Regions from separate parts of the Cyprinus carpio genome. Here region 2 is linked to region 1. A link is a contact called in public Hi-C data. All regions are on one chromosome and are shown on one strand. The core of a region is the stretch at or near the end of the contact, and the rest is flanking DNA. Distances in the headings are between cores, read along the strand shown. Region 1 overlaps ahr2 (aryl hydrocarbon receptor 2). Region 2 overlaps ahr2 (aryl hydrocarbon receptor 2).

Evidence for each region. Hi-C and Micro-C count contacts between places; a contact is called where the count stands out from the background.
Region 2: a Hi-C map of liver shows a contact between it and region 1, with 6 times the contacts expected there. The contact joins two enhancer-like sites. A contact is called at or near these places in 4 of 8 Hi-C or Micro-C datasets (liver, red blood cells and skeletal muscle).

What each region holds. Positions count from the first base shown.
Region 1 is chrB22:19,983,434-19,988,450 of ASM1834038v1, forward strand. The region is part of intron 2 of ahr2 (aryl hydrocarbon receptor 2); the gene reads right to left. The region is part of intron 1 of LOC109082837 (glutamic acid-rich protein-like); the gene reads right to left. Among protein-coding and RNA genes, the nearest start is that of LOC109046910, 53 kb to the right of the region's middle. Within about 2 kb of position 2,363, at least 2 of the 8 cell types and tissues checked have an H3K27ac peak or open chromatin away from gene starts, as enhancers often do. A contact at or near this core is called in liver, where this site is marked.
Region 2 is chrB22:20,169,875-20,174,457 of ASM1834038v1, forward strand. All of the region lies in intron 2 of ahr2 (aryl hydrocarbon receptor 2), which reads right to left. All of the region lies in intron 1 of LOC109082837 (glutamic acid-rich protein-like), which reads right to left. Among protein-coding and RNA genes, the nearest start is that of ahr2, 12 kb to the right of the region's middle. Within about 2 kb of position 1,482, at least 4 of the 8 cell types and tissues checked have an H3K27ac peak or open chromatin away from gene starts, as enhancers often do. A contact at or near this core is called in liver, where this site is marked.

The sequences.
Region 1 (5,017 bases), core at 1,113-3,612:
TTCCTTGGGGGTCGTTAAATATGTGTTTTTTTATAACGATTCAAAAATATAAATATAGGTGTAAAGACTCTTTTTGAGTGGCTTATTGCTTTTAGGAAACATATTGCACCAATTCCCTACACCAACACACAGCAAAGGGGCCATTACCATATATGATTGTACATTGCAGATCCTGCACAGGGGCCCCATCCTAAACCGAAATTTTCCATCGAGATGCGTTGGGGGCCCAGTACCCAGTGGAGGTGTTGGCGGCCCAGGTGGTTACGGAAATGTACCGAGGGTTTGTTTCAGGGTTTTATTGTTTTATTACTGTGTCAGATGGGATAGTTGGGCTTGGGGGTGAGGTTTTTGTTTTGCTGAAGAGGAGGGTTCGTTTAAACAAGAGCACGGTGTGGGTTGGGGTTAAAGGTTTGCATTTGATGTGTGTACGTTCAGATGTCACTAGGAATGCGCGAGTGAGGTCGCTGATGACACCAAATTGGGCGCTGGTTTTGTGTGTCACTGTTAGCGGAAGTGGCGTTTAGCAGAAGTGGAAGTGCCATCGCAGAGAGGGGCAGGAGCCACGTGTGCGGGCACCACCGCATTGCGCCCTGTGCTAAAAGTAAAGGCCCAGACCACAGAAGTGCCAGGGGCTTCCCCATATGTGGCTTGTCACACTTACTGAACCGGCGTGTGCCTGAGTTAACAAATACGGTCACACATACACAGAAAAACATGCTTCTAACAACAGAGGCATAACAACCGCCGCTTCAAAGTCCCTTGAGTGAATAAGCTAAGGCTAGGAGGGTCGTCATGGCAACCGCCCTTAGCAACACGACACAGTTACCTGTTAAAACAAAACCTCAGGCGACTGCTACACACTCACTCACACCTGCTCATCCTCCAACTCAAAGGTTACAGCAGGCTAAAACATTGGGTTTAGACACTGGGTCAAATTTGAATAAACCAGTTACAAGAATCACCAAGGCTCCAAAAGTGTATTAACCCTTTAATCAACAACATCTAAAGTTTTGTATGGTTAAAATATATTATATGTTAAAACACGCCAAAATGTTAAAAAAAGTGATAATACACTTTGTGTATATATTTTTTCAAAATTCTTGTCTGTGATGATTTAAATATCTACGATATAGGAAATAACTTAATTTTTGCAAATTAAGTTTCTTTATTTTTAATTATAATGTAAGTTAGTAAGTGTAATGTTAATAATGCAATCAAATAAAAACACATTTATTAAATACTGGTTTTAAGTAAATAAACAAAAACCAAATAGTATTCATTAAACATTGGTATAATTAAATAATGCTTAATAAATTAAAAAGCAATATCCATTAAATCGTTATTTATTCATGCCAATGTTCAATACATTGCTGGTTAATCTGAATGTATTTATTTATTTTAAAACATTAATAATGCACTGCATATAATAATAATTTTAAAACCAATAATTCACTGCATACTGGTTGTAAGTGTATGTTTGTTAGTGTAATTGTATTCAATGTATTTTATTTTATGTTAATATTTTAATATTGATAGTGTAGTTAAGGAAATTTTGGTATTTACATTTTTAGATTTACATATATCTCCCAACTAATACAACAGATAATAGAATTATAAGTACTATATAAAAATACATAATATAATACATATTTTATTTTTATATAATACATAAAATAATATTTTGTCTATATGCCCAAAAAAATAAAATATATTATGCTACTTTAAATTGCCCCACTATTCAGCAGTACTTGAAAAGTACTTCATTTTTGTAAAAAAAATATACTACACATATAAGGTGTAGTACTTTGTATATATATCCAAAAATTGTAAACTGTAATAACGTTTTTGAATTATGTTCAAAAATACATTTCAATACATAGCACTTTGTCTTTATACCCCAAAAAAACAAAAATATATGACACTTGTAAGTGTTAATTACATTACGCCAATATGAATTTCACCACTAAACAGAATTTAACATTTTAAAAACTATTATAACACATAATATTTCATCTATGTTCCCAAAAAACAAAGTAACATAAAAGTTGATTCTAAAACTATAACTATAAAACTATATAAAGTTAACTATAAAAATTTACAAAAAAATAAATAAAAATACACTATTTTCTCTATAACTGATCACGCCAACATCCTTGACTATTGTGTCAGCTTCTCCTTTGTATTTCCTTTGTTGTTTTGTCTTTGTTTACAGTATCAAAAGCTGCAGTAAACAGAGTGACTGTGTGCATCTGCCGCGTGTCTAATGATTCAGTAGCATCTGTTTGTCTGGGGAGTGATAACTGCCACTGGCGCGTTCACATGTCTGAAGCAGCGTGTGGCCTAGCACACGTGCGCGCACATGCAAGAGGAGTTACGCTGAAATTACAGTGTGCACTCCAACCTGAAAGTAAAATGCAGCTCTATGACAGTCTACCATGGTAAACTACAGAATGGCGTGTGAACTACTCACACGTCGTCAAAACAAGGCCGACCCCTCCCTCGACTCAACTATCTGCATTCCTGGCCTGGTGCAAAGGTGTGTGCACTTCCACAAATCATTATGAAACACTACATGTAGTGGGTGTAACAATGTTTACATAAAAGAGACAATCCGCGAGGAAAAATCAGGGTTTGATGCTCTAGTGAAAGTGAATGGCAATTTCAAGCTCTACTACATGTCGGTTTTCTATGTTCCACAAAGCCAATCGGACTCCACATGTATGCTATTTTGGAATATCATTACATTGCGGACACAGGACGCTGGCCCTTTAAGAAATCTTTTTTTTCTCTCGGTCTGTGAGATCTCGTAAAGCTTCATGCAGTTTTGCACTCTGCAGCTCAGACATTCAAATGTTTGCTGCTTTTAATAAGCACGGCCATGTAAATGTGCGTCTGAGAGGGTGAGAGAGAAACAGAAAGAAAAAAAAGAGATACATAAATCTTAAAGTGCCGCTACACTCACTAGTATACTTTGAGTATACACAAATAATCTTAAGCCCCCCTTTGCTCTCTTATACTTGCATCTGTGCACAGCTGTCCTTCATTACAAGCAATTGGGTGGATATTTAAAAGGGTCCTTTTAAAGGGTAAGATAATGAGTCAGAACCAGAACAAGCACCACAATGCACCTGTTCAGCATAAAAAGAGGCACAAATGGGATGAAAGTAAAAAAAGTACTTATAGCTTAAGTGCATTGTGCTTTTTAAACTCTAATATATAAGAAAACACAAATAATTACTGTATATTCAACAGCTTAAGTGCATTGTGCTTTTTAAACTCTCTTTGCACACAAAAAGTATTCTCGTAGCTTCATAAGATTACGGTTGAACCACTGATGTCACATGGACTATTTTAACGATGTCCTTACTACCGTACCTTTCTGGGCCTTAAACGTGTCAGTTGCGTTGGTGTCTATGCAGGGTCAGAAAGCTCTCGGATTTCATCAAAAATATCTTAATTTGCGTTCCGAAGATGAACAAAGATCTTACAGGTTTGTGTAGTAATTAATGAAGGTTTTTTTATTTTTTGGTGAACAGTTTTTTTATTTTTTAGGTGGAATGTTTGTTTAAGTTTATGATGAGGATGATTTAATTTGCGTTATGATCAGCATGCACTCCCCAGCTCATTGCAGTTTAGTGTGCACTACTTGGATAAATATTGTTTAGTGTGCACTATATAGTGATGGAGGAGTTTTACGACTATTGTACGGTATCACTGAAGTAAACAGTTTTCTTACCTGTAGCCATTTCAGGTAACGTCACATAACAGGACATAGAAAAGAAACAGAAAACAAAATTTGTTTAGTTTTTAGTGTAAAATTGATGGATGGTTTAGTTTTTTGTACAGTACAACAGACATCTAAGGTGAATTAGCCTAATAAATGTAAAAAATAAACACTTTATTGCATTTTTAGGTTTTAGCGATTTTTTTTTTTCAGGTTTTTTTTTTTTTACATTCATGATTTGATGGTAAGCTGAGAATGGAAAACACTTATATGCTGTAAAACAAAACAAAATGGCACATCTGGACGCTACAGATTACACAGCCATTGCCATTCACAGAGAGAGAGAGAGCAAGACCGGCAGAAATTAAAACATGCCAGCTATGCAGAGGGAATATTATCTTAATCTGAAAACATTTAGTTCCAGTAGATGTTGCCTTCAGATTTCCCCTCTCACGCAGGGGCTTTGGGAAGTCCTGTGTGCAGCGTCACTCCAATTACCACAGCCAATGGCTTGAGAGGACTCGCATAAATGTATTCGTATGCATATTTTCACCCTCCCTCCATCCCTAAGCTTTTAATGAGAGAACAAGAAAGAAAGAGAGAGATCTTCGGCATGACTCTTAAAGAAACAACCTAAACCCTGCTACCCACCCTAGCCTGGCTGATCGCTATCTAGCAGCGCCATTGTGTCTGCACCGTGCTTGTTTTGCTTTGCATTTTGCGTACAGAGGTGGGCGCTGCAAGAACAGGGTCTCTTTAGAGGCAACTGTGAAGTAAACTCAGAATGTTTTCTTATATATTGTTGTTTAATTTTTTATTATTTATTGTTGTTTCATGTTTGCGTATATGTCTGTAAACTACAAGCAAGGCCTGTTTGAGATACAGGGCAGGGCTCTACACTTTATTTCTGGCCAAGAGAACGTGACACATATTTCACTGAGTGGCTGTCTGCTTTCGTTTAGGCAACAAGAATTGCAGCTTCAGGAGCGTGGCCTATATTTGATTGTATATTTCGGCCTGCTGTTTATATCTGTCCAACAGCTGGTCATTTATTGTTTCACAAGCTGCTTCAGCTGTTGCCTGAACCATAGAGGGCGAATAAAGAGAAAAAAGATAGAGATAATTAAAAAGCCGTAGGTATTAAAAAGAGTCCGAAAGGGTTTGTGGTCCACAGGCAGCTCTCTCCTGCTTCAAGTCTTTTAAGCTCACCATGATTCTTTGCCTTTCTTCGTGCACAGCTCAGGGTATCCTGTTTACATACCTCAGGCCTGCACATGAAAGCGGGCGGCTGCA
Region 2 (4,583 bases), core at 232-2,731, 190 kb after region 1:
AGGGCAGGGTTATGGTTAGTTGAAGAAAATGTAATGTTGAACTCAAATGTTGTACACACCCTTCCACTGTTTATTTACAACCTACTTGAATTCATCATAACACCAAAGAGCGGGAAATGATCAGATTACTAAATCTATCCTAGAGAGGCTCTCTGAGTCAGTCAGTGAGTCAGTAACATGGCTCGAGGTTTCAGAAAGGCTACACTGTCTGCCCACGAGTCAAAACCCGTAGGTGGCAGAAAAATCACAGTGCAAAAGACTTTCCATTACTCTCTAGCCTCAAATGTAAAGGGTCAAATTCACTGAACAGTTGTGCAAATTTATAACAGAGTTGTGCCATTAATAGAAACATCTTTCTATGCAAGTCAGGTTGTAATGATAATCTAATCTAACGTAAAGACACATGATGATAAGACTATTTAAAAAATACTTTTATTTAAAAAAATTATTTAAAAGTCTACTACTATCAAGCACCCTCAATTTATAATTGTTTTTACATAAAAACAGTCAATGGTGTCTTCGTTTAACAAAATATGTGTGTGTGTGTGTAATCCTAAGAAAAGGGAAGTTTTGACAGTCCTGCTGTGAGAGTGAAGACAGAAAGAGGACAATGCCAAGATAACACTGTAGTTGGACAAACACGTACATGCTTCCAACAAATCACACACACACTCAGCTTGTCTTCAGTCGCTCATACAAGCACTTGTGTACACAAACACACACACCTTTCCCCGCCTACTCGGTCTCTTTGTCTCTGATGAGAAGGTTCACCTAGCTTCTTGCTTACAAAAAGTCCACAATCGCTCCTTCCACGGGCCCCCTAGATAAACACAGGACGCATACACACTCATATGAACGGCAGCTCCATGCTGACAGACGGGGCTGGCTTAACCCACTCTCCCTCCCACCCTTTGGGGGGAACAATCCAAGCCCGACACACACACACACACACACACACACACACACACACACACACACACACACACACACACACACACACACACACACACACAGTCCGCCAGACCTTGAGCAGCCCCCTCTCACTGACAGATCTGCAACAGTGCTCTCACGCAAGCCCTGCCTCCCCTGAGACACTTCACTGCCAACAGAAAACACACACATACACACCGAACGTCCTGAGAGCGCTCGCATACACACACATACACTTGAAAATTTCCTGCCCGCATATACAACTCACAAGTCTCAGGAACAGACATGCACATGCAGGGATAAATGTGCACCTGAAAACACACATTTTACCACAAAAACATAAGAGATACGCTATCTTCGCGTAAACTTCAAGGAAAAATGTGCACATACGAGCTTCGTCCTTAATGCACCTCCGTAAACAGGAAGTACAGTCTATCTCTTCCTGTGCAGTACAGACGAAAATGTGAAATGGTGAAAACGATGTGGTAGAAAGAAGCGGAAGAGAGCTCGAGAGGAAGAGTATAGTGCACCGGGGCGTCCAATGACCTCTCGGGTCCGAGCAGACGGGAAATGGTGTCGAGCTCCAAAGAAAACTGCTCTCACCCACAGGACTTTCTTTATCTGTCTTGACTTACAATGCTGATATTGTTCTAGCTCTCATGTTTTTCCCCTTTCTTCTTTCTCGTTAACACCCCTCACACTGGGAGTCTCTTTGTTTTGGTTTAGGTTTTAGTGTCATTCAACCCTGTTGTCTTTCATTGTTGTTTGTCCCAATGGCGTAAAGGAATGAACAGATATCAGCCATGGCTCCTGGCATAACAATGTCTAAGACTTTCAAGACTTTCCAAATCTTTACAAGCTTTTTACCCGTTCTGTCTCAACACTTTGCTTTGCTCGCAGGGTCCGTTTTGTCTGTTGGGAACTATGTAATTAAAAACTAAAACGGACACCTAAAAGTCTTGGTGATTTGCTACATGTAATGTTGGAGGGAGCAGGTAGGTATGGGGTGGTAATGTGAGAACAGTAAAATCTTCTTGACAGTATTCCAAAATGCTTGTCACCTCAGATAAACAGACATTAAAATCTCCTTGTCAACTTGTTCTGTAAACTTTCATTCAGAACTGCAGGGATGGGGTGTTGACACCTCTGCTAATTTTCCGCTCCCACGATGTCACTTCCTGATAAGCTAATGACAAGAGGTTGTAAACAAATAGATAAGCTACAGTAGGTGTGAAACGCAGATATATTATGACAAGAGTCAATAACTCTTATGTTTTGCCATGTAAACAATGAGCTTTTATGGTTTATGCAAAATCGATTACAGTTTGCAGACACAGTTTATTGGTTAAGAGCTATACGATTTCAACGGCGCCATTGATGTCTGGCATATTGTTTGTCATAAGTTTTTACGGTGTGTAAAATCGATGATGGTTATGGATATAGAGCAAACACAGAGCAGGGTTCTTTTTAGGCCTTGTTGTTCCTACAAAGTTTTTTGCTCTTGTTAAATGAACAATCACTTCCTGATAAACAAAGTATACATCGAAAAAAAAGTGCCTAATTTTAAAGTAGCTGAAGTGATGATACAAGGTCACCACATGCACTTAAAAGGACTAAGCTCAACCAGACTAATTTCTAGCTGCCTCAGATATGCCGTCATCGCAATTAAGTAACCTGTAAGTCGCTCAGGATAAAAGCAACTGATGTCGCCGAGTGATAAGCAAACAATAATTGCACTTTAACCGGCTAGTCCCTGTTGGAAAATCTAGTTTAAACTGAAAACATGCTAGCTGGTCCAAAATCAATGTGATGTCCTTGTTTGACCAGCCACCATGTGTTAAAAACCAGCTTAACTCTCCTTAGCTCATACGTCAATGGTCAAAGGTTGCTTGAATATGCTATAATGACCAGCTAAAAACCAGTTAGCATGTAAGAAATCAAGCTACCAGCTACACAATTCTTGCAAGGTAAAGATAATATTTGCTTCTCTGTTGTGTTGAAACCGTTTTGTTTCACATCCTTATTTCTGAGAGCTATGTTTAAAAAAAAATTGAAGGGAACTGGTGAACTTGGACATCTTGACCATATTTCAGGTCTGAGCCAAAGTGGTAGAGTATCAGGAAACATCTTTTTCCTCTTCAGAAACCCCAGATAATGCTGATCATCCCAATAAAAGACCTCCCTTTCCTTTCCGACTTTGTCTCTGTCTTCCATCCCGGTAGCTCTTTCTGTCCATTCAATGTGGCTTCAATGAGAAGAATCTGAGGTGGATGAGGTGAGTTTTGTGTGCATGTTTGAAAAAAGGAACAAGGAAAAGACGACATCTTTGTGATGGAGGGATCACAGACAGATGAGTGGAAAGGTACCATGCAGGTGAGAAAAGGAAGAAAAGTTGTGGATTGATGACTGCAGATGCATCTGACAAACATTTCCCTTCAGGCAGTGTGAGGAGAACAGATACTCAACCAACCACTGTGTTGCAACAATTCTGCTATACTGTATACCTCAGAGCTAGTTGCTAAGTTTGCTAAGCAAATGAAGACTGCTCAAAGTTTTTAAAGACTTTCTTCTGCTCTCTCTCCTTCTATTTCTGAACAAAGAGTACTTCCTGTGTACACAGAGGAAATTAAGCAACACGTTTAACAGGTTTCCCCTGGTTAGGATGCCAAATGATCAAACCGTGTACGTTCCAACACATGTGTAAGCACATCAAAGTTCAGGATTAAGAATGGAAAAAGCTGTCAGGCTAACCGCCTCAGGCCATCACGGCACATCATAAATTCCCCCAACTTTCAAGAAATTTACCATATGATCATGTGATGTACTGACAAACTTTTGAGGTTGAATACATCAGCCTTATGCAAATAGACTATGGATTTATCACTGCCACACTAACTGTGGAAATTTACTATAATAACACTGACTAGTATATGGCGTTTTTCAGGAATAATACTACACAGATACTGCAGCCCTTACAAAAAAAATGTAATGTGGCGGTAATATGGAACAGTGATGGCAAAATTATGGTACTTTGCTCACTGGGATTACTATATTGTATTATATTTGGTACTCCATTATCTTTCAAATATACCATAATTAATGTACAAAATACCATGGTATTTTGATTTATTTTTATTGCCTTTAATTTAATAGAATAGGAAAGGACAGGAAACGTGGGGTTGGTCTGGGTCTGATCGGAAGGCCGAAGTGCAACGGGGCTGTATGCCGACATGCGCTGCCCACAAGGCTATCAGTGGCGACATTGTGCTTTTTATTTGTTTTGTTTTTTGTTTTTGAGTAAGGGGTCTTTCACAAGAACATACTGTGGTAATATTTAAAAAAAATATTTTGGGAATGTACCATGGAATTCATGTAGTATCTTAAAACAATGGACTACCTTGTCAAAACCAAACTCATGGGTATCATATTAATTTATATGGCATTAATCAAATGATTCAATAAACTATAATTTGATAGTACATGTCCAAAATATCATGGTATTACCATGGTACCATGTCCAATACAATCATGGTGGTACCATAGAACTTTTTTGTTAGCATGTAAAGGATGCTTTATAAGAAAGTACTGTGGTAATCTATTGTATTTTGGGCATGTGCTATAGTAGATCCGTTGTATTCTTGGAAATATTATGA